Linked DNA regions of Mus musculus: all the other regions are linked to region 1. The links are chromatin contacts, called in public promoter capture Hi-C maps. All regions are on one chromosome and are shown on one strand. The core of a region is the stretch at or near the end of the contact, and the rest is flanking DNA. Distances in the headings are between cores, read along the strand shown. Region 1 holds the start of Lsm6 (LSM6 homolog, U6 small nuclear RNA and mRNA degradation associated). Region 2 holds the start of Nr3c2 (nuclear receptor subfamily 3, group C, member 2). Region 3 overlaps Arhgap10 (Rho GTPase activating protein 10). Region 4 holds the start of Arhgap10 (Rho GTPase activating protein 10). Region 5 holds the start of Prmt9 (protein arginine methyltransferase 9).

The links. Promoter capture Hi-C pulls out the DNA fragments that hold promoters and counts their contacts. Capture Hi-C pulls out chosen DNA fragments and counts their contacts.
Region 2: a contact with region 1 is called in a promoter capture Hi-C map of adipose tissue, with 3 times the contacts expected there. The contact joins the promoter of Nr3c2 here to the promoter of Lsm6 in region 1. A contact is called at or near these places in 4 of 39 promoter capture datasets (the C10 cell line, liver and pre-B cells), 2 of 484 Hi-C or Micro-C datasets (regulatory T cells and uterus), 1 of 115 datasets of contacts at active chromatin or transcription factors (astrocytes) and 1 of 9 other capture datasets (adipose tissue).
Region 3: a promoter capture Hi-C map of pre-B cells shows a contact between it and region 1, with 5 times the contacts expected there. The contact joins the enhancer-like site here to the promoter of Lsm6 in region 1. A contact is called at or near these places in 1 of 39 promoter capture datasets (pre-B cells), 1 of 484 Hi-C or Micro-C datasets (CD4 T cells) and 1 of 115 datasets of contacts at active chromatin or transcription factors (embryonic stem cells).
Region 4: a promoter capture Hi-C map of liver shows a contact between it and region 1, with 2.3 times the contacts expected there. The contact joins the promoter of Arhgap10 here to the promoter of Lsm6 in region 1. A contact is called at or near these places in 7 of 39 promoter capture datasets (3T3-L1-derived adipocytes, the C10 cell line, cranial neural crest and 3 more) and 1 of 9 other capture datasets (liver).
Region 5: a contact with region 1 is called in a promoter capture Hi-C map of neutrophils, with 4 times the contacts expected there. The contact joins the promoter of Prmt9 here to the promoter of Lsm6 in region 1. A contact is called at or near these places in 9 of 39 promoter capture datasets (the C10 cell line, embryonic stem cells, hippocampal neurons and 6 more), 1 of 484 Hi-C or Micro-C datasets (B cells) and 2 of 115 datasets of contacts at active chromatin or transcription factors (astrocytes and pro-B cells).

What each region holds. Positions count from the first base shown.
Region 1 is chr8:78,818,230-78,824,331 of GRCm38.p6, reverse strand. It overlaps Lsm6 (LSM6 homolog, U6 small nuclear RNA and mRNA degradation associated), which reads left to right and starts at 3,180. Exons shown (of 5, transcript NM_001191004.1): 1 at 3,180-3,284; 2 at 4,247-4,345.
Region 2 is chr8:76,899,937-76,906,038 of GRCm38.p6, reverse strand. Nr3c2 (nuclear receptor subfamily 3, group C, member 2) reads right to left here and starts at 3,709. Exons shown (of 9, transcript NM_001083906.2): 1 at 3,499-3,709. It overlaps Gm10649 (predicted gene 10649), which reads left to right and starts at 5,418. Exons shown (of 2, transcript NR_028579.2): 1 at 5,418-5,933.
Region 3 is chr8:77,420,869-77,426,970 of GRCm38.p6, reverse strand. Arhgap10 (Rho GTPase activating protein 10) reads left to right here. Exons shown (of 23, transcript NM_030113.2): 5 at 540-641. Among named protein-coding and RNA genes, the nearest start is that of 0610038B21Rik, 93 kb to the left of the region's middle. Within about 2 kb of position 3,885, at least 155 of the 459 cell types and tissues checked have an H3K27ac peak or open chromatin away from gene starts, as enhancers often do. A contact at or near this core is called in pre-B cells, where this site is marked.
Region 4 is chr8:77,515,637-77,521,738 of GRCm38.p6, reverse strand. Arhgap10 (Rho GTPase activating protein 10) reads left to right here and starts at 3,832. Exons shown (of 23, transcript NM_030113.2): 1 at 3,832-4,109. The coding sequence starts at 3,956. It overlaps 0610038B21Rik (RIKEN cDNA 0610038B21 gene), which reads right to left and starts at 4,683. Exons shown (of 1, transcript NR_028125.1): 1 at 3,161-4,683.
Region 5 is chr8:77,546,112-77,552,213 of GRCm38.p6, reverse strand. It overlaps Prmt9 (protein arginine methyltransferase 9), which reads right to left and starts at 2,817. Exons shown (of 12, transcript NM_001081240.3): 1 at 2,478-2,817. The coding sequence starts at 2,666.

The DNA of each region.
Region 1 (6,102 bases), core at 1,931-4,430:
CCAGTTCTGGAGAGGCAGAGGCAGGTAGATCCATAGGCTCGTTGGTAAGCCATCTTAACTGAGAAAGCAAGCCCTGTCTCAAAACAGAGAGATGGCTCAGTGGTTAGGAGCACTGACGGCTCTTCCAGGGGTCCTGGGTTCAATTCCCAGCAACCACATGGTGGCCCACAAGTTTCTGTAAGAGGATCTAACGCTCTCTTCTGGTGTGTCTAAAGAGATAGAGAATGTACTCACATACACAAAATAAATAACTCTTTAAATGTGTGTGTGTGTGTGTGTGTGTGTGTTCCAAGAAATGACACTGAACATTGCCCTCTGGCATATATATGTGCACCTCTAACTTGACAATAAGTCAAAAATAGACCAAAGACCGGAGCAGATGCATGACAAGAGAAGACATCCATCTGTCACCACACATAAGGAGGTATGCCCCACCCACATCACATGTCAGTAAGAAACTGTAAGTTAGGACAGCAATAAGATTCTCTAGTATGCTCCTCAGAGTGGCCCAGATCTGAAACACCGGGGACGTGAGGTACTATTAAGGATGAGGAGCAGCAGAGGGCACAGCTCCATGCTGGGGGCCTGGGAAAGGGAGAGATGCGCTCAAGACAGGGCAGCAGTCCTTGCAGATCTAAACACCTACTGTATGACCCAGCACCCGTTCCTTAACGTTTGCCCAAATGGCTTAAAACTTAACTACAGGACTGGGGAGGGAAACTCAGAGATTCAGAGTGCTTGTGACTCTTCCAGAAGACCAAAGATCTATTCCTAGCACCCCAATCACCTACAACTCCAGCTTGAGGGGACCCATCGCTTTCTTCTTGCACAGGCACCCACATGCAGGTGCACATGTGTAGGGGAAGCAGTTATTCCCATAAAGTAAAAAAAAAATCTTTTAAAATTAAAGATTCAAAACCTAATTCCGCACAAACACCTACGTAGGGATATTTATAACACCCTTTTGGTAACTGCCATAGCTCGGACACAACCAAGCTGACCCTTAGTGAGTGAGTGAAAGCCACTGTGCTGGATCTGAGCAGATTGTTTACTACTCAACACTTAAAGGACACGACTTATGAAGGCCTGGAGGGACCCAAGCCGATCTGAAAAGGCTTGGTCACAGGGTGACAAGTCAGTGACACTATGAAGGACAAAATCACCGTGAAAGGAAAGTAACACGTGACTGGCATGGCCGAGAGGAAGGCTGAAGCCCAGAGGGTGTTCCCTATAATGTTATAAATGAGTATCTTTATGTTATAAATGTGGACACATACATTATGCATGTGCCAAAACCCATACAGAATATATCAGTGTACAACCCTAACCTCTGTATAATAATTCAGGCATATTAATCCAGCACTGAGCTAAGTAAACTGAGCTAAGCTTTTCTGAATTATTTTTATGATGTTAAAAAGTCTCCCTAATAAATTAACGTTATGTGCAGGATTTTAAAGACTGGCTTTTCAACAGGAATCTGGAAGAAGTTTTGCACACATTTTTTTTTCTTGTAAATACGTAAAAGATGCCGGCAAGTGCACACACGGAATGTGGGAAGCTGTCTGGTGTTTTGGTAAAGGCCAGTTCTAAGCTGCTGAGGGGTTTCTCAGGATAACCACAGATTTATACATTTGTTGGTCCAACCAATTGTTGCCTTGTGACTTTATAGACTTGTGCCCTCGAAGACAGTGGCAACTATTCTGCAGATGAACCAGGCCCCCAAAACTCTTCTCACCGCCTGTTCACCAGCCAGACTCGGTGACTGCATCACAGCTCTGTGCTAACGTGAGAGCAGCTATGCTTATATCTATGTCTACCTACCTATTTCATCTCTCTATATAATACGCATATCATAATTACAGTCAGTAAGAAATGTAGTATGTAGCACAATTTGATTTTTCTTTCTTTTTTCTTTTTTTAGACAAGGTCTCAAATAGCCCAGGCTGGTCTCAAACTCATTCTGTAGCTGAGGATGATCTTGAATTTCTGATTTTCCTGCACGCATGCCTGGGTGCTAGGATTACAGGTGTGAGCGCCACTATGCCACTACCGCTGTGGTGCCAGAGATGTTCATGCACACTAGATATGCTACCACTGTGCTAAATCCTCAGCCCCCAATTTGACCTATAAAGCAGTTTTTATTTTAGGGACAAGGCATAGCGTGCTCCTTCTTTGATTTAAATGTGACTTTACCTGTGTTCCTAATTTTATATTTCAAGAGCCTAAAATGCTGTTTGATCAATGTCTGTAATTATTTGGTCTTGACATCAACTGGAATTTTACAGACAGACAGAAGGATGTTCCTGTTCTTTTCCAAATTCCACCCAGTTGTTCACTGTCTGGGGTATCAACCAAAGGCAGGTAGATCACTGTCCAGGATATCAATCAAAGGCACGTAGAAAAGGAGGAATCCACTTTGTGTTTCAGAAAACAATTCTGCATCTTAGATCCTGTAACACTTATCAGGGTTATGTAGCTGTTGTTTGAAGGTATTATAACTTTGTTGAATGTTAAACAACAGAAACAGAATTAAAATTTAAAATATAAATATAAAATATAAGTTAAAATATAAAGAGATCGTGGGGGTAGAAGAAATTGTCTTCCTGTGACTTTTTTTCTTCCATAAATAAAAAGCATGCATTAAGAATTCATGAAGTATCCCTAACCAAGTTCCCATACACTACTTAAATAGTATCTGCATGCAGTTTCCAATTAAACTAATTTGTAACGTTTTCTAATTGATGCCGTTATAATTCAGAGTTGCTTGAATTATTTTTTTGTTTCAGCATTCCCATGGAAACAATCTCTTCATACATTTAATTTATATGCAGAAGTTAGTTTGAGGGTTTGAGGCTTTTAACTTGTATTTGTTTTAAATTATTTAAGGCTATTTCGGGGTGCTCAACAGCCATCGTTTTAACTGTAAGTTTCCGTTTCTTAATATTTTAAGGTTCTTTACTGTAAACACACACACACAAGATCACTTCTAGCTCTTGGTTGGTTGTTTTGCTTTCGTATTCTATTTTCTGGCAAAAGAGAGAATATCAGAATATCGGACCTTTACTTCAAGCCCTGGCTGGGTGCCGACGGTACCATTAAACAAACCCGGTCTTGGAAGCCAGCTCACTAACGCGTTCTGACTGTTTTTGATCCCCGCGGGTCGCCATAGGCAAGGAGGACGCTGATTGGGTGAGATGGGAAAGCCGCTGCCGGGGGCGGTTTCGGTTTTCGGCGCGCGCGTCCGCGGAAGCCCGGCCTGTGAGCGTTCTGGATCCGGCTGCAAGGTGAGCCCGCGGCCTGGGAGGAATGAATGGGTGCGGGCAGGCACTCCGGGTGGGAGCGGCTGGCGTAGGCCGCGGATGGTCCGGGCTGGCGGGGAGCGGCTCGAGCCGGGCCTGCGTCCCAGGAGATGCTCGCTGGTCTGGGCCACGCGGGCTCGCGGTGCCGGGCGCGCTCCCGTGGCGCGCGCGCTTCGCGCCGATTGGGGTGAGCGCCCAGGGTTACGGTGGCGCGCGACTTCGGCGCCCTCCTCCACCCGCGAGCCCTGCGCGACGGAAAGTAAATACAGACGAGCGGAGGAAATGGTCCTTGCTGACGGCCTCGGCACACCAACTCCCTTTCTCTTGTGTGGGCCTGTTTCTGTTTCAGCTAAGACCACCAAGTTTTTTAACCACACACCAGTATTTAGTTTTATACTTACATTAAAATGAGACAAGTTGTGATTTTAAAATTCATTGATCTCGTTTGGGCCCCCTGTTTTATTGTGTGGATCTCATAAATTATTCAGCTGTTTCCCAGGCTGACGTCTTTGGGTGTGAGTTTTTTGCTTCATTTTCGCATCCCGAACGATATCGTGATGCCTTAACTTCTATTCCTCAAATTTTCAATTACTAGCATAGATGGTTCTTGCACATTGCGAGACTGGTTTTTCTTAAAGTGTTAGTAATTTATTTGGCTCTTCAAAACCGTGAAAGGGCCTACTGTGGTTCTAAAGTAGCAAAGCACAGCCTCACTTTGGAATTACTATTGGGAGTTTGAACTTGCAGGCTGTGACTGTGTGTGTGTGTGTGAGAGAGAGAGAGAGAGAGAGAGAGAGAGAGAGAGAGAGATAGAGAGACAGACAGACAGACAGACAGACAGAGACAGACAGAGAGACAGACTGACTGACTGACTGCACATGTTAATCAGATGCTGGAACAGGAAGAGACAGCCAGTACCCATCTAGCCTAACTTCCTTATTTTGCAGATGAGCCTGGGGCCGTGACAGGTGAAATGGTGATGAGTTACGCAAGCTGCACAGATAATTAAGTAGCAGAGATTAGAACTCAGGTTTCCTGCCTCCCAAGTGAGTACCCCTAACGACTGCAGCAGCTCTTCTCTCACTGAAGGGTGGCCTACTAGATAATAGAACTTCTTTAAAGAAAGTTTTGTTTTGTTTTTAACTCCCTGGCTTATTTTCTACTTTTGGATTGAGGGACTGGAAAATAGAAAAGTTACATTTTTGTGTTCAGCACTAGAAATTTATTTATTTTTTTGAAGGTCAACCCTTTCAAGACTTTGACGATTGCTTCCAGCTTCCCCGTGTTGGGATCAGATACTTCTGATAAGTGCTACTGTTATCCCTCCCAGTACCGAAAAGTGCATGGACGTTCAGGTTTCCTCTGTGTTTACATATAAACTGTGCAGTCTTCCTGTGCCCTTCACATCATCTCTAGATTACTCACAACGTGCCATTTAATGTCACTGGTTGCAGTAGAGTATTGCTTAGGGAGTACAGCAAGGGGAAAGTCTGTGTCTGGGTAGCAGAGAGACCGCTGGACAAGTAATTACAGCTTCATTTTACCAGGTGAGGCAAGGTTGGCTGGATCCGTAAACACTTTAAACCCACAGACACAGAGGGGCTTGCCTACTCAGCATCTGGTTCTCACGCCAAGGCTCGCCTTTCCTAAAATCCCGTGGTGTTTAAGCCAGAAAACCGAGAGAGAGGGAACGAGGTGGTGGCTAGGGCTCCCTGGCAGCATTTCTGTCAGCTGACGTGTTGAACCACTCCCACCACTCAGTCCTTCGTTGTAGAGTGCTGTCCTCTGAGCCAGCAGTTCCCACCCCAAGGTCACAGCCCCTTTGGGGGTGTCTGGCGACCCTTCCTCGGGAATTGCATGTGCATATCAGAGATTTACATTACAAATCATAACAGTAGCAATAAAATTAACCTTATGGTTGGGCTCACTATACCATGAGGAACTGTGTTAAGGGCTCACACATTAGGGAGGTTGAGAACCACTGCTGTACACTGTAGAGTCTTGAGGGACATCCCTGACCTCTGTAAACTAGATCCTAGTTACCACTCTCCTGTAGTGACAGTACAGACTGTAGACATTTTCAAATGTCCCCAGGGTGAGGCACAAAAGTCACCTCTGGTTGAGAGCAGCTTGCTTTTAGGAGTTAGCCTAAGTAACCCAATTGTCAGGGCACTCATGGCCAAACCTGGACACCTCGCAAGGGTGACCTCTGACATCATATGCACGCTGGAGCAGCTGCTTCTGCCCCGCCCCACTACATAAGACAAACGAGAAAAACATGCAGTAAGAAGCAAACACTGAGTAAGTGTCAGAAATCTGTATGTGACCAGGCTTCTTCCTAGGCTTGGCTCTGACCACCAAGCATTTCTGTTTTCCTTTCTTTTAGTATTTAATGGTTGTTAGAAAAGAATTGCAGGCTCGTAGCTGTTGAAGTGCGTGCATGATGCTTTAGTAGCCATGCCTGTTTAGTAGCTATGGTTGTAGACGGGTAAGGGAGGGATTGGACTTTCTGATACCATCTTTGAATGCCTCTTCCACACACAGTCTGTTCAGGTGCCAAGACTACTAGAGAAGTGAGATTTTTCTTGTCCTCTTGAATTTTTAAAGTCTCTTTGGAGACTGAGTCTAACATGGCTAATATATATCACTGGGTGAATACAGTTTGATACACACACTGCATGTGCCCTTCCCTTTACTTCATTGTTTAACTATGAAAAAAGTTGCTGTAGAGCAAATATTCTCTTACTAGACCTCTTAGTGGCTTCTCTCAGGAAATAGAGTGCCATGACCATGCACTTATGAA
Region 2 (6,102 bases), core at 2,460-4,959, 1.9 Mb after region 1:
AATACTCCATTTGTGAACCTTAAAAACCTACCAATTATGTAGTATGCTTTCACTTAAAGAACATTATTCTATTAATTCTTAATCAAAAATCAATTTCTAAAAAGTAGAAAATAAATCAAATCAGAAAGATTGAGGTAGTAATCTGGCAATTTCAGCCAAAAAAGGTAAATATGGACAAAAACCCAGTAAAAGTTGAAACACACACACACACACACACACACACACATACACACGCACACACATACACACACACATACATGAACTAGGACCCAAATCATTGCTAATAGTGGGCATTTTTTACTCTTCTGAAGACTCATTTAGTCAGAGCAATAAATTTGAAGATGGGGTGAATATTTTTACATGCTGCTTGTTTGTACAGAGACTATTCTGTTCTTTCCCTCCCAAAGATTGATGTATACAGCTGAGATATATGTGTTTTTGGTTCAAATCTATTAACCTTCACAAGAACTATGTGTGTGCTCAGAAGAGAACTCGTGTATATGCATCCTACTCTACATCACCAAACTCATATGCCTCTCCTGTACCATGAGCTCCCCAAAGGCCTTCAAGGGAAGTTGCCCCTTTGTTTCCTCATTAGAAGGCTTCCCAAGGAACCTCCTCCAACTCTCCTAGCTGTAGCCTTCAACCTCCCCTCCATCCTAAGCAACAGGGATGTCTGCCCTGAGTCTGAAGGGGACTCACATAGACCCTTCTCCAGAACTTCACCAGCCCAACTCTCTTCTGGGATAGGTGAACACTGCTTTCTATGAGGTCTCACAATGAAAATCTGGATTTCAAAAGCCCTGGAAGATTTTAAAATGGAGAAAGTAGTGTGCTTTTAATCCAGCACCCCTAAAATAATTTACCTCTGTACATGTTGTTGTTGTTGAGAGGACCTACTAATATCCCGAGTGGGCTCTTGTCACTATTGTCTAAATGAGTCATATGCCAGGTCTATAAATCTCCTTAAAGCTCACAGTAGAATCCTTCCTGGAAGCTGTGGGCACCAGCCACAGTTTCTCTACAGGGAAGCAGCTTATCAGCTAACATCAGACAGCTGATATCAACTTCTGAAGTCCTGGTTCTCCAAACCCTGGACTCCCAAAACATTCTCCTAAAGGCAACTGCATTTCACAGAATTATGGACAGGAATATGGTGAAGAGTTTGCCAGACGCTTTGCTAGAATCTAAATTGGCTTTGTTCAAGGTATCGTCATCTGTCTCCTCACCTACCTCTCAAAGGAAACAGAGATGGTTGGCAACCAACCCAGAAGGGTGGGCAACAACTGGCACGTGAACGATTTCCCTGTAAACACTGTTGTAAAGAGCAGATGCTTTTAAAATAGGATTACTGAAATATTTTATGGTGACTTCTCCTCGGTTATTATTTTAGTATTTTTTTTAATAAACAAATGAGTTAGGTTAGAAATTTATTTCCTGTGTTGTCCAGGAAACTGGGGTTGACATTTTAGAATTGACACAATGATCATGGCTTTGAAGAGTACTTCAGTCAACCTGAACTTACCAATGAATACTAAAAATACAGCTTGATGAGTATGATCCTCATAAAACTTTATCCTGAGGGTAAAGGGAAAGGTTTTTGTTATCTAAGTATAAAATAAAGCAGGGAGTTCCATGAGTACCTAGCTTAGGGAAAAGCAGGCCTCTAAGCTTCCCAGAAACACTGTAGCAGAGACGCTTGGGCCATTGCGGACCTTTATTTCCATGCAAAAGGAACACAAAAATATCCACATAGATAAGGGAAAGCACCAACAGGCTTTACGTGTGTGTGTGTGTGTGTGTGTGTGTGTGTGTGTGTGTGTGTGTATACACATACACGTGCTCATGTTTACATGTATGTGTGCAAAGGACTCACTAATATCCTGAGGGGCACTTGCCACTATTGTCCTAAATGAGCCATATGCTAGGTATACAAATCTCTCTAGAGCTCAGAATTATGTATATATATGCATAAATTAAATTAAATATATTATGTATAATATATTTCCTTAAATACTATTAGCACAAAGGAAACAGTTTAAAACTTTGTTTCATAGTCTGTTAAATTGCCCTATTCCATAACAAAGTAGTTTCTTTTTTTCCCCCCAGGAATTATTAGAGATTCTTGGGAATTTGTATCTTTTCTGGAAACTTTCACTTTTAATGCTGCTCAAAACATATCTGCTTCTTAATGGCATCTTCCCCCTTCTCCCCAGTTATGTTACTGTCCTGGAGTGGTACAGTAGAGACCCATCCTTGAGGGCTGCTTTAGAAGGCAGATAACTTCAGGAAACTAGTTTGAGTTGCTCTGCTCTTCAAGACTGTTACCTTCCCCTCTTATAGATGAAGGATAAACCTGCCAAGGTCACCTAAGAGAGTGGGAGAACCAGTTAGAGCCAAGCACACATGAGTTCTGCTCACTGGCTTGACCCAATGAGCCGCATCAGCTTGCTCTCTCTCTCTCTCTCTCTCTCTCTCTCTCTCTCTCTCTCTCTCTCTCTCTCTCTCTCCTCTCACCTGCCCTCTTCCTTTAAGGAAAAAGCTTTCCATAAAAGAAAAAGCTTTGCTTTAGCTTTAGTCTCTCCTAAACTCCCGAAAGTATTTCATGACACAAATGGTAGGTAGCATGCCATGATGTCAAACGTGGAATTAAAGCTCCAAGGGAGGACTACATAGATGGAGAATGCTGTTATCACTACTATGTAAATATCACCAATAACAGTACCTACAGAGTGAAGACCCGCGATGTTAAGATGCAGCTTGGTGTCTTTAAAACTCAGCGGCTTTAATAACTCTTCTGCTAGCAAAAGTTTTCCGAACTACGATATGATAAATAAATAAAGCAGATGGTATGATGAAGCATTATGATTTAAACCTCGTCTTTTAAAAATTCAGCAGGAAAAGTCATGTACCTAAAACCCATCTGGAAAAGGATGCCACCCAAAGTAGCTTCATCCCTTGTCTGTCCCTGTCCTAAGAATCCCCTAGAGTTTCCCCAAATATAAAGGAACTGGGAACGCAAGATTTTCCAGACCTCGTTCATACAAGATCTATGGTGATCTAGCTCCTTCAACTGCCCTTATCGGCTACACCTCCCACTCAGACTGGGGAGCTTCCGCAATTGATAGATGAAAGAAACATTATTCAAACGTCCTTTAAAATTTGCAAGAGCCAAACGATCTGAAATTCATTTTTGGGGAAAGGGGAGGGTGGTAGACCGCCCACTGCCAAAGGCGGTTAAAAGCCGCTCTTTAGAGGGCATTTATCCAAAGTGGCCAAACTTTCCCAAAATAGTCCTCAGCCAGCCGGGGGTGGGGGGGGGTGGGGGTGGGGAGGGTGTGGGGGATGAAAAACCAAAACAAAACAACAAGCACACAGAACCATACTGACTGTGCCTCCGGATTACGCAGCGGCTTCTCCCTGCAAAGTGCAAGCCACCCTTGCCACAGTCGCACACCGGGCTGGACCAGAGACGCCCCACTGCGCACCCCTACACACCTGCCTTGGCCAGGGTCGTCCTCTCGCCGTCTACCTGTTGCAGTGCTTGCCACCTCCACGACACCCCTGCTGCGGAGCCCCCCTACATCCAACCACATCCAGGCCAGCAAGTGCCGCTCTCCCTGCAGCGGGAGAGCCCAAGACAGCAGCGCTTGGCGCCCAGGTGACTTGCACAAGCTTCCTCTGAGCAGCCTGAAGTTGGCTCTCTTCTCCCGGGCCCAATGACACCCCGGGTGCGCAGGAGCTGAGGGGAGGGGTCAGGGGCAGGGCCGGGGCGGGCCAAGAGGAGGGGGCGGGCGAAAGCCCCGAGGGGGGAGTGGAAAGCCGGCCCTTTTAAACCGGGTCACATGTCCAGAAAGTTCAGGTCGCTGTCCCGCCCGCTGGAGCCATTTCCATTGGCCAAGGGGGAAACAAGGCTCCACGCTGTGCGGGCCAGGCGCGCTTCTCATTGGGCAACAGGGGCTGTCAGTCACCAGGCGGGCGACATGACTGATACAAAGTTGCTGCGACACAGCCTGGACTCCGCAGCTTCCTTAAAGCCGCAGAGGCGGCGAGTTCTCCTGGTTCCCGGAGGTGGCCCCGACCGGGCAACCCCTGCACACGCTACCCTTTAGCCCACTCTGCTCCTTCGCCCCAAACTTCTCACCTACACAACTGTCGCCCCCCCCCCACCCTCCCTGGCGACCACAGCAATCTGGAGAGAAGGGGAAAGCATGGTGACGCTAGAGCAGCCTAGATGGTGAGCCCTTGCTCTCTCCACCTGCAGCGCCAGGTGAGCCACAGCGGTGCACACCCGGCGCCTCCCACAGCGTCCTCAGGCCTAGGACTGCTCGGGTGGGTGTCCCCGGGACCCCTGAAGCTCTGCTCCCGCCCCCTCCCGTTCTCAGAGTTACCTTCCCGCCGAGCAGCCTTAATCTCCGCTGTCGGAGAGACAGAGGATCTCGTTCCCACTCGATTTCAGTTTCCTTGTGTTAACCACGCAGGAAAAGCGGGTGCTTTCAGTGCAGCCAAACCCCTTTAAACACAGCCTTCCTTCCACCCCACCCCCTGCCAAAAAAAAAAAAAAAAGTGCCAGGGTCAAGAGCTGAGGCGCCTGATAATTTTGTTACTGTACTTATACTACTTTAGTCCTGGATTTTTCCACTAGTTCAATATGCAAGAAAGCTTACTATCTCGAGGATATTCACTTTATAATGTGTGAAAGGGGTGCACATAATTGGGGCAGGTATACTGGATGAGGGGAGACACTAAAACTATTTTTTAAGGATCGTTTGTCTGCGCGAAGAAATTTCGACCCCTTTCCTTCGCCCAACCCTGATTTCCCTCCCATCCACCCAAGCACTGCACTTGCTAAGCCGAAAGATGGACTCCTTAACTTTAATTTCTAAGGACTTTTAGACTGGTTTGAGGCTCGTCTTTGGACTCCCCTGCTGGCTGGGAGTCAGCACCAGTGATATACACACCTAAATCTGGTCCCCTGGCCCTTGGCGACCCGCAGGCCGCCGGCGGCAGCTGTGCAGCTTCAGGCTCACCCTCACTCGCCAGGAGCTGAAGCCCCAGAAGGAGGAGGGCATCTTGTGCCCAAAGGCCCCTCCTTTCCTTACAGTTAGTTAAACCTCAGGATCCCGGATCCCAAGCCCAAGGAGACTGGAAGTCTCAGTCACTCCAGCAGGACACTCCCCAGAGGCAAAAGAAACTGCAGCGGAGACGACAAGCTGGTTGGGACTCCAGTGCCCATCAGTCGCCAGCGTAGAGCTGGCCCTGGAGCCCCTACACACATGAATCCCCCGCCGAGTGTCCCAACTTTCCCGGGAGGGTAGCTGTCACGCGCGCTGGGAGAGCACTCTCAGCATCGATCACGCCCGGGGCCGCGCGCGGGTGGCGAGCTGGAGCTAGGGGAGTTCCGGACCCGGCGGCCCGGGCTCGCCAAGCAGCAGTGGCTGCAACTCAGCCAGTGTGGGTATTCATTATTAAAGAAATGGACCGGGCTCTTTTTACTAAGTTTTTATCTCCTTTAGGGAGAGCTGGTTTTGCCCTGGATCGAAGCTCCTTGCAAAATCTAGGTTAGAATGGCACGGAGCAGCCTCCGCGCGCTCGCCAGCCTCCCAGCACCCGTGTCCCGGGCCGGCCTGGCGGGCACCTGGTCTACTGCCGGCAGCCCACCTCCTTGAGCCGACCCGCTTCCCCTCTGCACTGGCCCTGGCACCCCGGGGCCTCTCCCTTGCGTTCCTCGGCCCCCTCCCACCACTGTCGGTGCAAAGTGACAGTTGCTGCACTCACCTTTTCTAGGACATGGTAGGGAGACTGGGGCGGGGGAGGGGGCCAGCGAGACTCCCGCCGCCTCCGCCGCTGCCGCCGTCAACAGCAAGTCCAATACCGGCTGATCGGCAATCAGGATGGAGAGGATAGCAATCCTGGCAGTCGCCCTACTGACGGTGGGTACAGTAATAGAGCGACTGTGCAGATACCCTATTGGAGGCGGCGAGCCAGCAAGCTGGCGAGCTGGAGGCACTAAATTGCGCCTAGGGGGCTCCGAGCACCCGCCGGTCCCCAGCAGTGGCGGCCCGGCTTGGGGCCGGCGGGTCTCCCAGTCTGCTGGTTCGT
Region 3 (6,102 bases), core at 2,636-5,135, 1.4 Mb after region 1:
CTTTTATTTATTCATAACACCCCTAGACCTCCCCCCCCCCCCGCCCCCACCACCCTGCCACCACTTTCCCACAAGACAGGGTTTCTGTGTGTAGCCCTGGTTGTCCTGGAACTCACTGTATAGACCAGGCTGGCCTTGAACTCAGAGATCCACCTGTCCCTGCCTCCCAGAGCTGGGACTAAAGGTGTGTGCCACCACCACCCAGCTGAAAGTTTGTCTTTTATGCTCAGCCTTTTCTGTTTTTCTTCTTGTGAGAGAAGGTTGACATATCACTACCTCTCAACTCGAACGAATATGAAGAGTTGAATGTCGTTAAGGGTTGGGAAAGACCTCACGAGCGCACAGCACTGCAAGGGGAATGAATGTCTTCCTGGTCCTGCGCTGAGTCAGAGAGTGGCGCTGTCTCAGAAGCTCCGCCATGATTCGCGCCCCTTGCTTTATTTTACACATATTTTCATATTTTTATCCTCTGGTAAGTTAACTGTACATGTCACTTATGTGATTATGTGTAATCACCATTGTCTGGTTTTCATTTGTAGGAAGAAAAAAAGAAGTTTGACAAAGAGACGGAAAAGAATTACAGTCTCATCGACAAGCACTTGACGCTGTCTGCCAGGAAGAAGGACTCACACTTGCAGGAGGTATTCCTGACAGGTTCTTGTGGATTTGCCCTTTTAAAAGTGTATTTTACCTGTGAGAACTTTTCACCTGAGATTGTGTAGGCACAGGAAAAAGCAGATGGCGCAGTGAATTCGGAGTGGGGTTCTGTGAAACGGGGCAGCGATGGAGGTCCTACAGTATTGATTGATAAGAATGAATGTTAGGCTCTGAGGTTTTCACAGGAGCGATGTTAGTCAGTGTTGGAGGGGACACATACAGCTACTCATACAGGGCACAGTGGCACACACCTCTAGTCCCAGCATTCGTGAGGCAGAAGCAGGCAGAGCTCTGTGAGTTCACCGCCAGCCTGGTCTAGACAGTGGATTCCAGGACAGCCAGGGCTACACAGAAAAATGCTTCTTGAAAACTTAAAAAAAAAAAAAAAAAAAAAAAAAAAACCAAAAAAGCCCCAAACAAACAAAGCCCACACAGTAGACTCAGCTAGGCCTGTTTTTGGCTTTCACGTTGTCTTGATGAATCGGACTGTGTGAGCCTACACTCTGTCTCTTAGATGTGAGAACACCATTAGTCTCGGAGAGCCAGGGAGCGTCCTGTTGACAAGTGGATCTGTTCTACTGCTGTTAATAGGCTGAGTTTGCTTCTTCTTCTTCTTCTTCTTCTTCTTCTTCCTTCTTCCTTCTTCCTTCTTCCTTCTTCCTTCTTCCTTCTTCCTTCTTCCTTCTTCCTTCTTCCTTCTTCTCCTTCTCCTCCTCCTCCTCCTCCTCCTCCTCCTCCTCCTCTTCCTCCTCCTCCTCCTCCTCCTTCTCCTCCTCCTCCTCCTTCTCCTCCTTGTCCTCTTCCTTCTCCTCCTTCTCCTCCTTCTCCTCCTCCTTCTCCTGCTCCTCCTCCTCCTCTTCCTTCTCCTGCTCCTCCTCCTCCTCCTCTTCCTTCTCCTCCTCCTCCTTCTCCTTCTTCTCTCCTCCTCCTCCTCCTCCTTCTTCTTTTCCTTCTTCTCTCCTCCTCCTCCTCCTCAGTATGCAAGCAGAAAGGAATTTATATCTTATCTCAGCTTCCCCAGGTTTTTCTAAATTTTTTTGACTTTTTTCCTCCCTTTCCTAGGCTTGACTAATAACAGTTATTTATAATAGGCTTTTAAAAGATCTCTTTTACTTTTTAAAAATTACATATATATATATGTATATATGGGGGAATCTGTACATATGAATGCCAGTGTATGTGTACATGTGTACACATGACTGCCAGTGCCCACAGAGGCCAGAAGAGTGGTGAATCCTCTGGAGCTGGAGTTCCTGTTGGTGTGACCCGCCTGGCCAGGAGTGCTGGGAGCACGACTTACATAAGATCAGCATGCACTTCTTTTTTCTGAAGAAATAGTTCTTTATCGTTGAGAACACACACACACTCACACACCACACAAACATGAAGTATGATCATATGATCATATATACACTCTCCATTTCCCTTCAGCTACTGAAGACCTCAATACCTCAATAGTCAATACTGAGTGTCTTATACCTTAAACACTCAGCCACCTCTTTAGCCTAGAACCGAAGTTTTATTAGCAATAATGTGATGTGCCATATAGGATTATGACTTCCCAACAAAAGCATAAAACTGCTTTCTGTCCGTTTGCTTGTTCTTAAACACAAACGAACCTGGGCATAATGTTCTACAGTGTATGTATTTGTTGACATAGCACCCAGAGGATAATAGTAGGAAATCAAGCTTGTATGCTTTTCTGACAGACTCCACGAGGGCACACGTTGTTGTTTGACATCTACAAGTGATATTTCCTTTTGTGTTTATTATACCTTTGATGTTTGGATGATATTTCATAGTTTATAAAGAGAAGATAGCTTTTGTATTGATTATGCCTCACTACAGTGCTTGAGGTGTGGGGCTCTGCCCTGTCCTTGCTGCAGTCACTGTAGGAAGCCATGCGTGGCTCTACCTGATGCTCCAGGCTGTTGCCTCAGCCTGTGGCATTCTCTGCAGGAAGCCCTGCAGCGGTCATGCCACCACCTCCACCCCAGACTCTGCAGGAAGCCCTGCAGTGCATGACCCCCCCCCTCCCCCCCATGACCCCCCCCCCCCCCAGTCTGTTCGGCAAGGGCAGCTGTTGACTTTTTGGTCTACTGCTGTTTTCGCCCCTCTTCTCCATTATCTGCATTCTCACTTTCAATTACTTCAGAGAGGATTTTTATGCCTCAAACTAATTTCCACCTCCACATCACTTTAATTAGACATCTTGTTCTAAACGTTTCTCGTGTATAATGCAGGAGGCAGCCTCGGCCCCCACACTCCACCTCCTTCCACCAGCACGTGGCCCCTTCTCATTCCTCTTTGAAAGCCCTGGAGATGGTGACTTCAGAAGCCATAGGGCCATGCAATGTACACCTGCCCAGGACCTCATGTGTCATGCACTTGCACACCTGCTCAGGACCCTGTGTGCCATGCACTGCACACCTGCCCAGGACTCTTTGTGCCATGCATTGCACACCTGCTCAGAGTAAGCCCGTTTCTTTCTGGGGCTTGCACCCTTTACCACAGAGGCATACCCTGACCCCTGCCTACTATGTCTTAACTCAGATCCACATGTGTGTCTCCTTCAGATACTGGCTCAAATAGCTTCTACTCAGGTCATGTGTGTTATGGTAATAATTAATTTCAATCGGGGTTTCTACCCTACTTTTGATCACTAGGTTCCCAGATAAAAGGCACTCAACCTTTATATTTATCATAAACCTTTAAAGCACCAGAGCTGGGCAGATACTACCCAGAATCTATGCTGTTTATTATGACTACGTCCCTGCCAGTAACCCTGCGATATGATTTGCCATGGCTGGCTGGGCAGCTCTTACTCTGATTGGTCAGTTCTCATGATCCCTTATCCCACAGTATCTTCTCTCCCCTGTGGTCCTCTCCTCAGACCCCCAACCCCCGGAACCCACCTCTCCTGCCCAGCAGCTAAAGGAGCAAGGTTTCCTAGCAGCACCTGGATGCCATAAGGGTCTCCTCGTCCCTGGGGCAGCCAGGGCCAGTATTTAGCATTACAATGCATAACAGATCAGAGCTCCTTCCAGCTCTCTGTCCACACGGCCTCCTCTTCTGGCTTATTGTTCTTACGCTTCCTAGGTAGTGTTGCATGGCTCCCTTCAGTGACCGTATGCCCTCTGAAGGCTACAGTTCAGAGTCCTCTATCCATTCTGCCTAGAATAGTGCTGTCAGAGCGAGAACCACAAACAGGATGTGTGCACAGTGAGGTATGGCTTTGGCAGTGTCATCAGTCTCAGAGATGAGTAAACTGCAAGTCCTGAGCTTGAAGAGGCGCTGAAGACGGCACTTCCAGTTTCATTTCTGTTTTGCTCTCTCTACTCTTCACAGTCGTACAGATGCCCACTTGAAAACAGCTCTCTTGTTCATCATGTAGACCCTAAAGAGCGCAGAGACTTGTAAGCCATTCTGCCCTCTTGTTGATACGAGGAGAGTAGGGCTGTTGCAGCAGCGTGCCTGGTGTTGATACGAGGAGAGTAGGGCTGTTGCAGCAGCGTGCCTGGTGTTGATACGAGGAGAGTAGGGCTGTTGCAGCATGCCTGGTGTTGGTCATTTTTGTATCTCTCCTCGAAGCTGCTGCTCCCGCCTTGTGGGTCTCAGACACAAGGACCTTCACCTCCACCCACCACCCACGTTCCTGAGTTCTAGACAGCCTCTGTACTACAACACATACTGGCTCTGGGAGAAGATTACATCCTTCTTGGTTTTTAATGCTTGTTTTCCCCCAGGAGACAAAGGATACTATTTCAGTTTAAATATCACTAAAGAAATAATATTTTAGTAATATTGCATGAGATTGATCTCCTGTCTTCTGCATGTATAGAATTACAATTGGATTATAATACACAGTTGTTTATTCATTCATTCATTCATTCAGCTTTTGCTTACTGTGTGTGCAAGCTCATTTTGTATTGTTATAAAACTCCTATGGATGGAGAGTTTATAAACAAAACAGATTTATTTAGCTCATAGTTCTGGAGAGCTGAGAGTATGACATTGGCGTCTGCTTGGCTTTGATGGGGTCCTCACTGTGGTCATGTGCTTCATGTGACAGTGTTTATGTAAGAGATTCAGGGGAGGTACCAGGCTTCTTAACACAATGTAGTCTCGTGGGAATTCGTCCACTTCCATGAGATCTTAATCCCTCCAACAGTAGTGCCTCCATGACCCCGGAGCAGGCCTCGTTTCTTGAAGATTCCATCACCCCCAAGAATGACGTGTCAGAGGCCAGGCTTTACAGGGCATATGTAGGCCATGTCCAAATCGTAACATGGCGGGAAAAGTTAGTGCATTGTAGACTCGAATCGTTCTGTGCTCCTATGTACACTTGGAATATTGTGGCGAGCTCACTGTGAGCTCGGGAATCTGGAGAGGGAATCATACAGTGGAGGGCCCAGCCGCTCTGGCTGCTCAGAACGTTCAGATGCAAGGTGCTCAGCAGAGTGAGGGCAAGTCATACCGAGGACACGTGAGGGCATGACTCTCCGCTCTGCAGGCAGTGATGCCTCATGAGCGTCACGTGAGCCAACCACTGCTTTCAACTCCACAGTTTAACTGCTCAGCGGGATTAAGGGTTTTGGCTTTGGGTTATACTGTTGGTAGGTGAATAATGAGACACAAAACGTCATGGCTTTTAGGTAGAAGCTCTTATTTTGCTCACTTGACATTTAAACTTTATGTTACTCAAAGACTTTCAATTAAAAGTACCAGACAAATACTACACTTGTTTTTATAAACTTCTGAAAATGTGTTGGAAAATATTTATCTTCTTCCAGTTTATTTTAGCCATTCGAATATTGCGCAGGCATTGGCTAACTGCTTTACCTGGCTGTGTAGCCGTTCCCCACCAGTCTCCAGACCTTTGTGCCTAGCCAAGCAGAAGCCCTGACTGGGAAGCCGTGACTTCCCCTGGGCTCCCAGCCCTACCGTCCGTCCTTCTGTCATTCTGCTGGTCTGTCGTAGCTCCCTCATGTGTAGGAGTTTCTCTTTTTATGTCTGATGTGCATTGCCTTTCATCTGAGAGCCTAAGAGTCCATCCATGTGTGCCATACCGGGATCTGCTTCCTTTTTTTTTTTTAAAGCCACGATCTTGCTGTGTAGTCCAGTCTAGCCCTGGACATGTCCTCCTGCCGTAGCTTCCCAAGTGCTGGCGTTATAGCTGTTCATGTTACCCAATATGATTTGTCCCCTTTTGTTATATTTCATCGTGTGTAGTGTGTGTGCGCCTGTGTGTGGATGCGTGCGCGTGTGTGTGTGTGTGTGTGCAGGTGGTGTCGACGGGGCTTTTGACTGTTCCAGGAAGAAGTGTTTTCCTTAATCTTCAGTCTTTGAGGGTCATCAAGCTCTTCTCTAGAGTTTGGGAAGACTTTTCTGTATGTCCTTGTAGCAGTGGCTCTGTCCTGCTGTGGCAGGAGAGTAACAATGAGT
Region 4 (6,102 bases), core at 2,583-5,082, 1.3 Mb after region 1:
CACAAGGGCCATTGAGTGCAATGGGCTGCTTGGCATCACCTGCCTCTTTTCCACAGTAATTGAGAGAATGGCCAGCCTCTCCTGTGTAAGGGAATGCTGCTCCCCTAAGCCGGTGTGATTAGGAATGAATGAGTCGTAGTGGGGTCATCCCTCGAGCTAATGAAAGGCAAAGCTCTTGGGTGTCTGGCAATGTGGAAGGCATTTTGGTTCCGTGAAGGAAGCTTTCTAGATGCTGAAGTCAGTGCTGCTGGCTGACCGTGATGAGAGCTGCAGAGGGAGGAAGCTGGATCAACGACACCTTCTCCGTGCAGAAGCCTCTTTGTATTTTCCTCATTGCTATTGTGTGTTTGTTCTGTGAGACCCAGCCTCAGGGGCTCTGAGAGATTCCCAGTGAGCACTCCTTCATCCCATTCCATCACTTATTTTTGGCATAGCTATAACTTAAGTATAACACTCATAAAAATGTCAGTCTGTGTTAGAAACTATTTATTGTCCCTTTTACTCTGGGGCCCCTTAGCTTATAAAATATTACATTTTCCATTGCAGCAAAACATGTGTCTACATGACTAAGTTCTGGCCAAAGAGTTGAAAAAAAATCCTTTTTAAAAAAAAGATTTATTTATTTATTTAATGTATATGAGTCCTTTATATCTGCTTGTACAGCTTCATGCCTGAAAACGGCATCAGATCCCAGGATAGATGGTTGTGAGCAACCATGTGGTTGCTGGGAGTTAAACTCAGAACCTCTGAGGACCAGCCACTGTTCTTAACCGCTGAGCCATCTCTCCAGATCAAGAAAAAAAAAGCTTTTAAAAAAATTTTTAAAAAAATTTTTTTAATGATATGTATAGAAAGGCTGAGAAAAGCTGGCCTAACTCCACTAGGGCTGAGGTCCTTTGATCTGTTCTCCTTTTTCTCCCCAGAATGCTCTTTGGGAGCCAAGCTATACCGTAAGGTTACATACTTTTTTTTTTTTTTAAAGATGTATCTATTTATTTAGTGTATGAGTACGCTGTAGTTGTCTTCAGACACACCAGAAGAGGGCATCAGATCACATTGCTCTTAACCCCTGAGTCATCTCACCAGCCCCGTAAGGTTACCTAAGTGTAGAATAGCACTTTCCAAGGCATTATGGTATTGTTAAGACGGCTGTCTACTGGGCTGGAGAGATGGCTCAGTGGTTAAGAGCACTGACTGCTCTGTCCCCATTGTCACCTTGGAGAGTTAAAGCTATGCTACTTCTTTCCTGATAGCTTTCCTATAGACTGTCAATCTCCATAAAGCTACAAGAGAGAGATCTCAAGGCAGCTCATACCACCACCATGCTTAAAGGCCTGCAGCAGCACGGGTGACACCTGCCTAGGAGGCTCCTCACACCTGGGCCCTGTCCATACTTCTCCACAGCCACGAACGCACGTTCTGTCTCAGCGAGTTTTTCTGACCTGGATATGTTGTATGAGCAGATGACATTACGGGTGGCTCTCTTGGCATTGTGAGTCCACAGTTCATTGTTCTGTAGCACATGGCATCCTGACTCTCTTTTTTCCCTCGTGGCTTAATTTTGCATTGGTGGCTATTTGGGTTGACTCCATTTTGGGCTATCAGTGGATGTTTTCATTCTCCACCCACCTTCGTGCTCATTCTGTATTGATCCTCTATGTTGAACTCTTTGAGGAAGCCTCTGCAATCTTTCTTTTGGAGGGTATGCCCAGTTGCTTTAAGAAAATTATTTTGTGTGTGTGTGTGTTTGTGTGTGCATGTGTATGTGTGTGTGTGTGTGTGTGTGTGAGAGAGAGAGAGAGAGAGAGAAAGAGAGAGAGAGAGAGCACATATAAGCACAGGTGTGGATAAAGGCCAGAGCACAACTTTTGGGAGTGGTGTCTCTTTCTACAATGTGGGTTGGCTTGGAGACAGACATTATTCATTGAGTAATCTAGCTTGTTGACTTAGTTACAGTCCTGTGACACACTGACCAAGGTGATTTATAAAAGAACATCTACTTGGGGGCTTATTTACAGTTTCAGAGGGTTAGTCTATGCCCATCATGGCGTTTAGCATGGTGGCAGGCAAGCAAGGCATGGTGCTAGAGCAGTAGATGAGAGCTTACATCTTAATTCACAAGAATGAGGCAGAGAAAGACAGTTTGGGCTTTTAAAACCTGAAAGCCAACCTGCAGGCAAACCTTTTCCAGTAAAGCCATGCCACCTACCCCTCCCTCCCCCCCACCCAACAGTTCCACACTAGGGACCTAACATTCAAACAGAGAAGCCCAATCCTGTGTGGGAATCATTCTTATTCAAGCCAATACTCCCCCACTCCCACCCCCACCCCCAGCTTTGTTTGTGAGACAGGATCTTGCTATGTAGCCCTGCCTGGCCTCATACCAGGTAGTCCAGGTTGGCCTTAAACTCTCTATCCTCTTGCCTCAGCTTATGGGATCGAGGATTACTGCAGCCTCAGACCATATTCCTGCCTGGGTTTAGGGTTTTGTTTCTGCAGAGCCTGGAGTGTGTTTCGCTCTTTTGCCAGGCCCTAATTCAGTCTCCAGTTTTTCCCTCCCCCTTGCCTCTTTCTTTCCTCGGTAGACTCCTTGCTGATTTTAGTAGGAAATGAACCTTTCAAACTGCCTAGGAGTTATTGGTAAAAGTCTTTTGAAGTCTGAGGATGGACATTAAAGTGGCCTCATCTGTGGCACTCAAATGGTGCTGTTATTTAACAGAGTTTATAGAGTAGGCATATTTAGATGCTTCCCAGAGGGTTAAGACTCCTCCTACAGCTCACGGGCCAAACAAACTCTTAATTACTGCACTCAGTCGGAACGTTTTTAAAGAATCACTTTGAAGTTTCCTGGTACTATTACCATCATTAAACCTTTACATGTAAACATGTGTTGTGAGTTTGTGAAAAATGTATGCCATGTGTGCACCTGGCACATGTTAATTGCTTAAAAATTGCTAGTTGATAAAGTGTCTCCAGTGTAAGATTTGCTGTATACATTTGAGGAAGGTATTGAGTTCTGCTTTAGAACGCATGGAATAGGAAAGGAGTTTTGTGGGCGCACTGACACGAATTCACACTTGTCCACGCAGCCTCCCATGGTGAAAAACCACAAAAAGTCTGGCATTTACTTTCGGCGGGCTATTTTTAGCAGATCGCCTCTCCTACCCGTGTAAATTTAATCTCCAGAATAGAACACAAGCAGGGTCAACGCGGTTTAGCCACACGCTCCCTTGTCCTAAGCCATTCAGTATGGACACGAAGAAAAATGTTCTAGAATCTGTAGAGTCCACGCTGAGTTGGAGACGTTAAGCATTCCCGCGAAGGCAGCTGATTAGACAAGGAGAGAGAGCACCCGGCGTGCGAGCCCTTGCACAGCGAAGCACCCTTCCTTCGGTACACAGATAAAATGAGTCAATCATTTCCACCCGCCCCGACTTTTAAGTCGTCTGATCTCGGGGACCGAGGCCTGCTATTACAAACCCACCATCCCGTTCGGTCAGGCGTCCACTTCGGGGACCAGCCTGAGTCACCTGGACCTTGTGAGCCGAGATCGGGGAGGTGCAGGCGTCCGGGGGTGGAGGGCACAGACTACGTTCTCCATCGCCGCTGCCTCGGAAGGAAGAGGAGGGGCGACTGCGCGTGGGGAAGAGAAGGAAGAGGCGTTCGGGGAAGGGCAGGGAGGAGGAGAGCCGAAGGCGCCCGGGCGGGAGAGCAGGGGCGTGCGGGCGGGGGCGGGGCGGGGCGGGCGCGCCCGAGGCGGGGCGGGGCCGGGCGGCGGCCTCTGCTGCTGCCGGGGGCTGCCGGGATTGGGGAGCTGCGCCGCGTACTCTCCAGGGTCGCTGGGCTGGGCTGGACATGACCGTGCTGCGCTCGCCGCGCGCTCAGCCCTGCTAGCCGCTCGCTGCCGCCGCCTGGGAGCCCAGCTCGGCCTGCGCCCGCGCGCACCGCCGCAGTCATGGGGCTGCAGCCCCTGGAGTTTAGCGACTGCTACCTCGACAGCCCGTGGTTCCGGGAGAGGATCCGCGCGCACGAAGCGGAGCTCGAGAGGACCAACAAGTTCATCAAAGAGCTCATCAAAGACGGCAAGAACCTCATCTCTGCCACCAAAAGTAAGCGGGGTCCTGTTCGCGTTCGGGCTGCGGCGTGGCGAGGAAGGCGGGAGGATCGTCTTCCCCGGCCAAGTGGGATGGCTCAGTGCTCCTAAGACCGGGCTGGAGGAATAGGCGATTCCTTAGGGGATAAGATAAGCTCCAGGGCATTCCTCTCCCAGGAGGTTCGGGCGCGTTCCTTTCCCCGATCCTGGCCCTCGGTGGCGCGGGAGCGAGGAGCTGTGCGTGGGAGCTGCCCCGGGGCTCCCGCCTGGCCCAGCTGAGCACGCTTTGGCGCCGGCCGGAGCGAATGGAGGCTCTGCTCCGGAGTCAGGTTTTACTGCGCCCTAACGCTGCTTCCAGTCTCCCGCAAAATAGAGACATCAATCAGTTTGATAGTTTTGTCTCCTAACATTTCCAAGTAATTTTTTTTGGAAATGCTTTGGGACTCTGCCTGTAGTTGATATCGTCAAAAGTCCTTTAAGTTACACCTCTTATGTATCCCCTTTCTGCCTTGCGCGACAGCACCGACCTACGTCCCTCGTGAGCTAAACCAGAAAGTCTACCTGGCTTTGTGCTGCCTTCTGCACATTCCTCTGTCTTGTGCTGAGGCGGGTTCAAAGATTAGGGGTTGAAAGGGTCAGTGGGCAGACTGCTCCAGGTTCTGGCCTGCGAGAAGTGCCTGTGAGTAGGAAATTCTACTCTTCATGCTCGAAGCTGGCCACCTCAGTTCCATCTGTATTCAAACAAGCAAGCTAACACACCCTCAAGCCACCTCTGAAGACAACAGAAAGAGAGGTGTATCGAAGCTGTAGTGAGTCTTAGGAGTAGAGGCTGGTTGAAATTTGTGCAGAAACGGTTGTAATGTTCTATAAATGGGCGTTCTCCAGGACCAGGTGCTGGCATCCAGGCCACCCTGGAACCCTGAATTCATTCCTTGAGTTATTGCGAACACCCCTTTCCCTCCTTAAAAGGCCTGATAGTGCAGGAGCCAAGCATAGGTGCTCTACCTATCCTCTTGGGTTGGTTAGGTTCCCTGGCTCAATACTCTCCATCTCTGGGCGTTTATTCCATTTGTTTGTAGACAGCACCCCTGGAAAAAACACCCCAGGTACATTTTCACCCCACCGTTTTGTGTCCAGGAAGATTAAAACGTACTGAGTGTACATTCTCATCCACCCAATCAAGTGCCTGGCCTAGTTAATATTCACTTAATGAATGAGTTGAAATATTTTTTTTAATGGGAAGAATTTAGTGGAGCCATCCCTGTAATTTGGGAAGCAAGTCGCTCAACTTCTCTGGACCATCTCCAAGGTTCCTTTGGTTCTGTGACCTCTTCCGTATTTCAAAGTTGGGACTGGAAATCACTTTTTTGATGAGTGGGTTATTTGCTTGGTGGCTGTGCAGGCCTTTGGCTTTGAGGTTTTCTGTTCTAGGTGGGAAACAGAGGGAGAGTCAGTAAATGTGGAGAAATGACCAGAGGCAGGGAGGTGTGCGGACATCCATGGACTGGGAAGTGGATGTGTAGGATTCCATGGCCAGTGTTCAGCATCAGTAGATGAGGACATACGTGTACCTATTCTTTAAAAACTGTGTGTGTGCTTTTGAGCCATTGTACGCGTGGGAGGTCAGAGGACAGCTTCGGAGCTGGACCTTCCTTTCCGTGTCTATGTGGGCTCTGGGGTTCGGGTGTCAGGCATCTCCCAGTCTGGTCTGTTGGCTAGTAGCTTCCTTTGAAGCTAGGGAGATTAGGAGAGGGGCAGATGGCAGTCAGTTTGGCCATAGGTAGAAAGCTATTTCTGTGACTGCATGTTAGCTGCTCCACTGGCAGGAAGCATGCCTCACGTCCCTGAGGCAGCCAGTGTGTGTGTGTGTGTGTGTGGGGGGGGGGGGGGGGGCTAGTTTTCCTCCTCCTCAGAAGGTAGACCTTCTGGAATTTGTGACTTGTGTTTTAATCCTTGTGCGTATGATTAAAGATGAGACACAAAATGGATGATCTCATTTAAGGGAGCAG
Region 5 (6,102 bases), core at 1,568-4,067, 1.3 Mb after region 1:
CATAAGGCTCTGCAGTCCATAGGCTCAGCAGCAGTCCATAGAAGCAACAAGAAGCAGCCAGAATATGATGGGAAGGTCTTTGGTGGGATATTCTTTACGAAATCACGACAAGTGGCACAGTGCAAGGTGAACCAATGCAAGAGCTTCCATCACACTGTCTGTGTGGTCATATTTATATTCTTTCTAATCTCCCCGCAGCTTTCATGAGTCTGCTTCAGCAAAACATCCTCTCTCCTGTGTCTGCTTCAGCAAAACATCACATGACATAACTGAGTCCCCAAAGAAACCATAAATTTCCACTTTACTAGTCTCTTCTTAACCACCGCTAATTTCTTCACTCCAGCTAACCAGCATCAATTGTCCCAGTAACCCCTTCTATTCTTGACTATAAAGTTATCCCTGCTCAGTAAAGGCTTTCCAGTGCAGCCTTTTGAAGTAGGAGCGTTCACACTCCAGTAAATAACCCCTCATCTGTCCTCTGTAAGTAAGCCCAGTGAGCTCACCGCTTCCTGCAGAGACCTGTCTGTCTGTCTGTGAGATTTTAGGAGGAAGGGCAGGTACAGCTTATGTATTCCCCTGAATAAAATTTTACCAACACAAGCACTCCACTGATGATCTACATGCAACCAAATTTTATATGTATTTTCAACACACACTATTTATCTTGTCTGTTCTCAGAAGCAGCAGCTAGAACTGTGCAAAGAATTGTGTTGGTCCACTATGATAAGTTATTTCTCTCCCAGTGAAATGTGCCAACTCAAACCAGGTTAGATTAATCAAATGTAGGTTTATTGGGAAGCTGCTCTCAGGTGGGCGAGTTCACTGGCCCCAAGGAAGGAGGCCAGGGAAGCTGCCATGGGGATGGTGGGAAGAGGAACGAAAGAAAGGGTTTAGGAGCAGAGAGAGAAGGAGGAGAAGGGGGAGGGGACCAAAATGTCTAGGTTATATAGGGAAGAGCCTCTGGGGAAGGGGCAGCCCAGCCTCTGGGCTGGAAAGTTCAGGGTTGGGGGCAGGATATGCCAGATAGAGACTGAGGGATGCTGGGAGAACCTGGAGGCCAGATCCACTTTGATATGTAAAATATGCACCTCAGTCCCTTGTCAGAAAACAGACACACTATTCTACTGCTGTCTACACAGAGGAACACACACTATTCTACTGCTGTCTATACAGAGGAACACACACTATTCTACTGCTGTCTACACAGAGGAACACACACTATTCTACTGCTGTCTACACAGAGGAACACACACTATTCTACTGCTGTCTTCTACACAGAGGAACACACACTATTCTACTGCTGTCTACACAGAGGAACACACACTATTCTACTGCTGTCTACACAGAGGAACACACACTATTCTACTGCTGTCTACACAGAGGAACACACACTATCTACAGCTGTCTGCACAGAGGAACACACACTATTCTACTGCTGTCTGCATAGAGGAACACACACTATTCTACTGCTGTCTACACAGAGGAACACACACTATTCTACTGCTGTCTGCATAGAGGAACACACACTATTCTACTGCTGTCTGCATAGAGGAACACACACTATTCTACTGCTGTCTACACAGAGGAACACACACTATTCTACTGCTGTCTACACAGAGGAACACACACTATTCTACTGCTGTCTGCATAGAGGAACACACACTATTCTACTACTGTCTACACAGAGGAACACACACTATTCTACTACTTTCTACACAGAGGAACAAACGACCCAACATACTAGCATATTTCCAAGTAAACCAACAGGTCCTGAAATTTCTTTGGACTACAAAAGCCTAATGCTACTGACATCTAGTGGGCAGAGGACAAACCGTGCTGTGAAACAGGAAGGAAGACACAGGACTGTCTGGTGCAAAATGTCACCAGTGTCAGGTTGAGAAACTCTGGACTAAACAAAGCAAGACTGTCCACAGCTTAAAACTGTATATGCAATTAAGTTACTTTTTGAAATTGAGATTCTAACATTAAAAAAAAAAAATACAGTAGTTCAACCGGTTAACTGATGCAAGTAAGACGAATCAACAAATATTAAAAGTTCCTTATGACTGAACACTTTATCCAACCTCAGGATACACAGCATTCTTTCTACACAAGATAATGCAACGCCTACAAGGCAGGGCTAATTTAAATTAGATACTGGAGGGGAAAAAGAACTACCCAGTCCTATCCCATTTAAAAGGCCTTTGGAATCTTAAGTGAGGCAGAAATTTTGAAACAGATGTGTGACAACTTTTGACTTTTGTTACTAAAACCTGGCTGTATTGAGATGGGCTGTAGGCTATAGTAATTCGATGCTTGGAGAGTCCGTCTCTGTCTCTGTATGTCTCGGTGTCTCTGTCTCTCCCTGTCTCTCGTCTCTGTTACACACACACACACACACACACACACACACCATACCCTGTTGTTCCTGCTCAGATCACAGGATTTGCTAGCCACTGAAAAAAATAAGGCCTCACCTTCACGTCGTCTTTTAGCTCTGGCGCCAGGCTGAGCACCAGAAGGTAATGGGCATAAGCAGTGCCGAAGTCCTGGTCACCTAGACAGTGCTCAGCACTCTGCAAGGACCGTGCCACCAGCCGGTCCCGGCCGGCCGCACCTGCGCCACCCCCGGCGCCCCGGCGGGGCCTGGGCCTCGAGTTCGGCATGGATAAGTCTCGCTCGGAAGCCCACGAAGGAGGATGGCCTCGTCCGGGAAAAGAGTCTCCACGGCGCGCTTCCCTGGGCCGGTCGCAGCAACTGGACGCACAGAGGCACTGGGTGCACACAGCAGGAAGCCCCGCCTTCCCAGCGGCGGACAGGGCTGCGCGCGCATCCTGCGGCGAAGCGCTGTGATGACGTCACACCAGGGAGCGCCCCGCGGCCCACTATGGTCTTGGAGTACTAGGCTGTAAAGTCATTTTCTGGAATGGGGTTTTTTGGCAGACTGCAACCAAAGGTTTCCACCCTCTCTCTGCCTCCTGGAGAGTGCGGCTGCGAATTCCAAACCCTGCTCTAGTCCTGCTTGTGCGAAGCTCCAGGCCTTCTGAATCTCATCGCACCAGACTCACTACTGCAAAACGAAATAAAAGCTCCTTAAATTAATCACTGTGTACTCTCCTAGTATTAAGTATTCTCACAAAACTCAGTGAGGTGGAACTTGGGATCACACTCTAAAAAAAAAAGGAAAAGGCCATCACGGAGAACTGCTTCAAGGTTGAACAGTGGGATGGGTACGGCCGAGTCTGAATTTCCTGATGACATGCACATTAACAAAGAAGACTGATGTCAAGTGTGGCCTCTAAGATATAAATCCAAACTTTTAAAGCAATGTATAGAAATTATAGCGAAAGCTATTTTTTGTTCCCATTTTGAAGAGATTAGCGGTGCATACAGTGGTTAACAATGTGAAATGGAGGATACACCATTTTGGATATTAAGCTAAAATTCTCCAGTTCTCCCAAGTCCATCCTTTATGTGTCTTTTTGCTTTCTCTAGTATCTTATTGTCTGATCCACTCTTGTAAGCAGATACCTATGTACCTAAGAAAGGTCTTCGAAGACAGGAACTAATCACAATTATTTGAATATGTACAGAACGACAATTTTAATATATCTTGCACTTGATGAAAAGTGTTTCTCCTGCTCTTTAATTTTGCCTATGTATTTTCCTAGCTATTCATATCGTCCTTGTTTGATGCTTTGTGTATTAAGCAATGTAGGATTTAACTATACAGTATTTAGTGAGATGGAAATACAGAGGCAGGCCTCTATACCTAATGGAACTGAGTAGAACATAAAGACTAATTGGCTTGTGGGAAGGGTTTTCTCGTTCCAGTCTAGCATCCCTCCCTTGAGACATTCAGACAGACCTAATAAAGCTCTCTTCCTGGCTTAATTCATAAGGGTGCTCTAACTATACAATGTAATAATCTAGAAAAGCATTTTACTTATATATACATAGTTAATGTAATTAATTGGCATTATCTAGAAACATTTAGAAATTATCTAAACCTTAAAAAATGTTATTACTCCCGTAAACATTTAACCAAAGATGTATAATGTTATTTGCATCCTGTATAATTTAGAGGTGATAGACTGAGGCTGGGTAGAGAGACACAGCCCAGTCCTTGACAGAGACTTTGGTTTGCAATGTTACAGAATCTAGACTCACCCAGAGTCCAACCTTTGGTCATAGCTGTGGGTGATTATCTTGATTGCTTTAATTGGGGTAGAAAAACTTACCTACTGTGGGTAAACACCTTTCCCTGGCTGCCATCCTGGACTGTATTAGTGGAGAAAGAAAACCCAGCAACAGTGTATACCCAGCACCCTCTGCTTCCTGACTGTGACAATGATTTGACCAGCGACTGCTGCTCTGGCTTCCCTACAATCTCTTTCTCCCTTAAATTGCTTTTGTCGGAGTCTTTTATCACAGCAACAGGAAAAGAAACTAAGAGAGAGAGAGTGGTGTTTGTTTGAACACTTGGTCCCGAACTGGTGGTGCTATTTGGGAAGATAGTAGAGTTTCCGGGGAGAAATTGGATCACTGGAGTCCAGCCTTGGGGTTTAGTAGGCTTATCCAACTCTCTTTCTTCTGCTTGGCAGTTCGATGAGATCAGCTATCTCTGGTTCTTGCAACCCCTGCCTTCTTACTATAAAGGATTGTGTTCCCTAAAACCGTACTCAGAAATAACCTCTGGTGATGGTTTGAATAGGCTTAGCCCAGGGATGGCACTATTAAGAGGTGTGGTTTCGTTGGAGTGGGTGTGGCCTTGTTGAAGAGTGTTATTGTGGGTGTGGGCTTTAAGATCCTCATCCTAGTTCCCTGGAAGTCAGTCTTCTCCTGTTTGCCCTGGGAACAAGATGTAGAACTTTTAGCTCTTCCTATACTATGCCTGCCTGGACTGAACCGCTGAACCTGTGAGCCAGCCCCAATTAAATTCTGTCCTTATAAGAGTTGCCTTGGTCATGGCATCTGTTCACAGCAGTGAAACCCTCACTAAGACAACCCCTCTTCCCATAAATTGCCTATTGTCCACAGCAACTAGATTAGTCATTCTATCACCATGTGAATTTCTGCTTCAGCTGAATTGCTTTATTTTGCAAACTATCTTATCCTACGGAAAGGCTTTCTTCTTCCACAGGGCAAAGTTTCCTATGTTCTGTTCTGATTTTTTTAAAAAAATATATATATATGTTTATTTATTATATGTAAGTACACTGTAGCTTTCTTCAGACACTCCAGAAGAGGGAGTCAGATCTCATTATGGATGGTTGTGAGCCACATGTGGTTGCTGGGATTTGAACTTGGGACCTTTGGAAGAGCAGTTGGTGCTCTTAACCACTGAGTTATCTCTCCAGCCCCTGATTTTTTTTTAATCTGTTCTGTTCCTTGACTTGACCCAAGAACCTGAAGCAGCTAGAGTACATGAATGGTTCTCAGAGGGGGCATGTCTCCATGACAGAAGCAGGAAAAGAACAAACCATAGAGAAATAAAGTTTCTGTGGGCAGCATTCCAGTGTCAATTCTTCTCTACTGAAGAATTTACTCATTACATCCTGCACAGTGCACCAGTTCTACTTTTATCAAGTCAGAGTTGAAGGTCCAGAGCTGGAGAGATGGCTCAGTGGTTTAGAGAATGTACTGCTCTTCCAATGGACAAGCTCAGTTTCCAGGATCCACATCGGATGGTTTACAAACTCCTGTAACTCTGGCTCTGAGGATGTGGTGGTTTGAATAGTTATGACCCCTATCATAGCCTCATATGTTTGAAAGCTTGGCCCATAGGGAGTGGCACTATTAGGAGTTGTGACCCTGTTGGTGTAGGTGTGGTCTTGTTGGAGGAAATGTGTCCCTGTAGGGACAGGCTTTGAGGTCTCCTGTAGTGACTGGTACTACTATGTATTCAAACGCTAAATACTAGCCCTCTGATACCTGCCCCCCCCCCTCACGAGGAGATCCTCAAGGATGAGGATACCAAATGATGTATACCTCATGCATACCAAATGATGCTATATAACTTTGCTCCCCAAGTTAATTGGTCAATAAAAGGCCAAAGTGTGCCGGGCATGGTGGCGCACACCTTTAATCCCAGCACTTGGG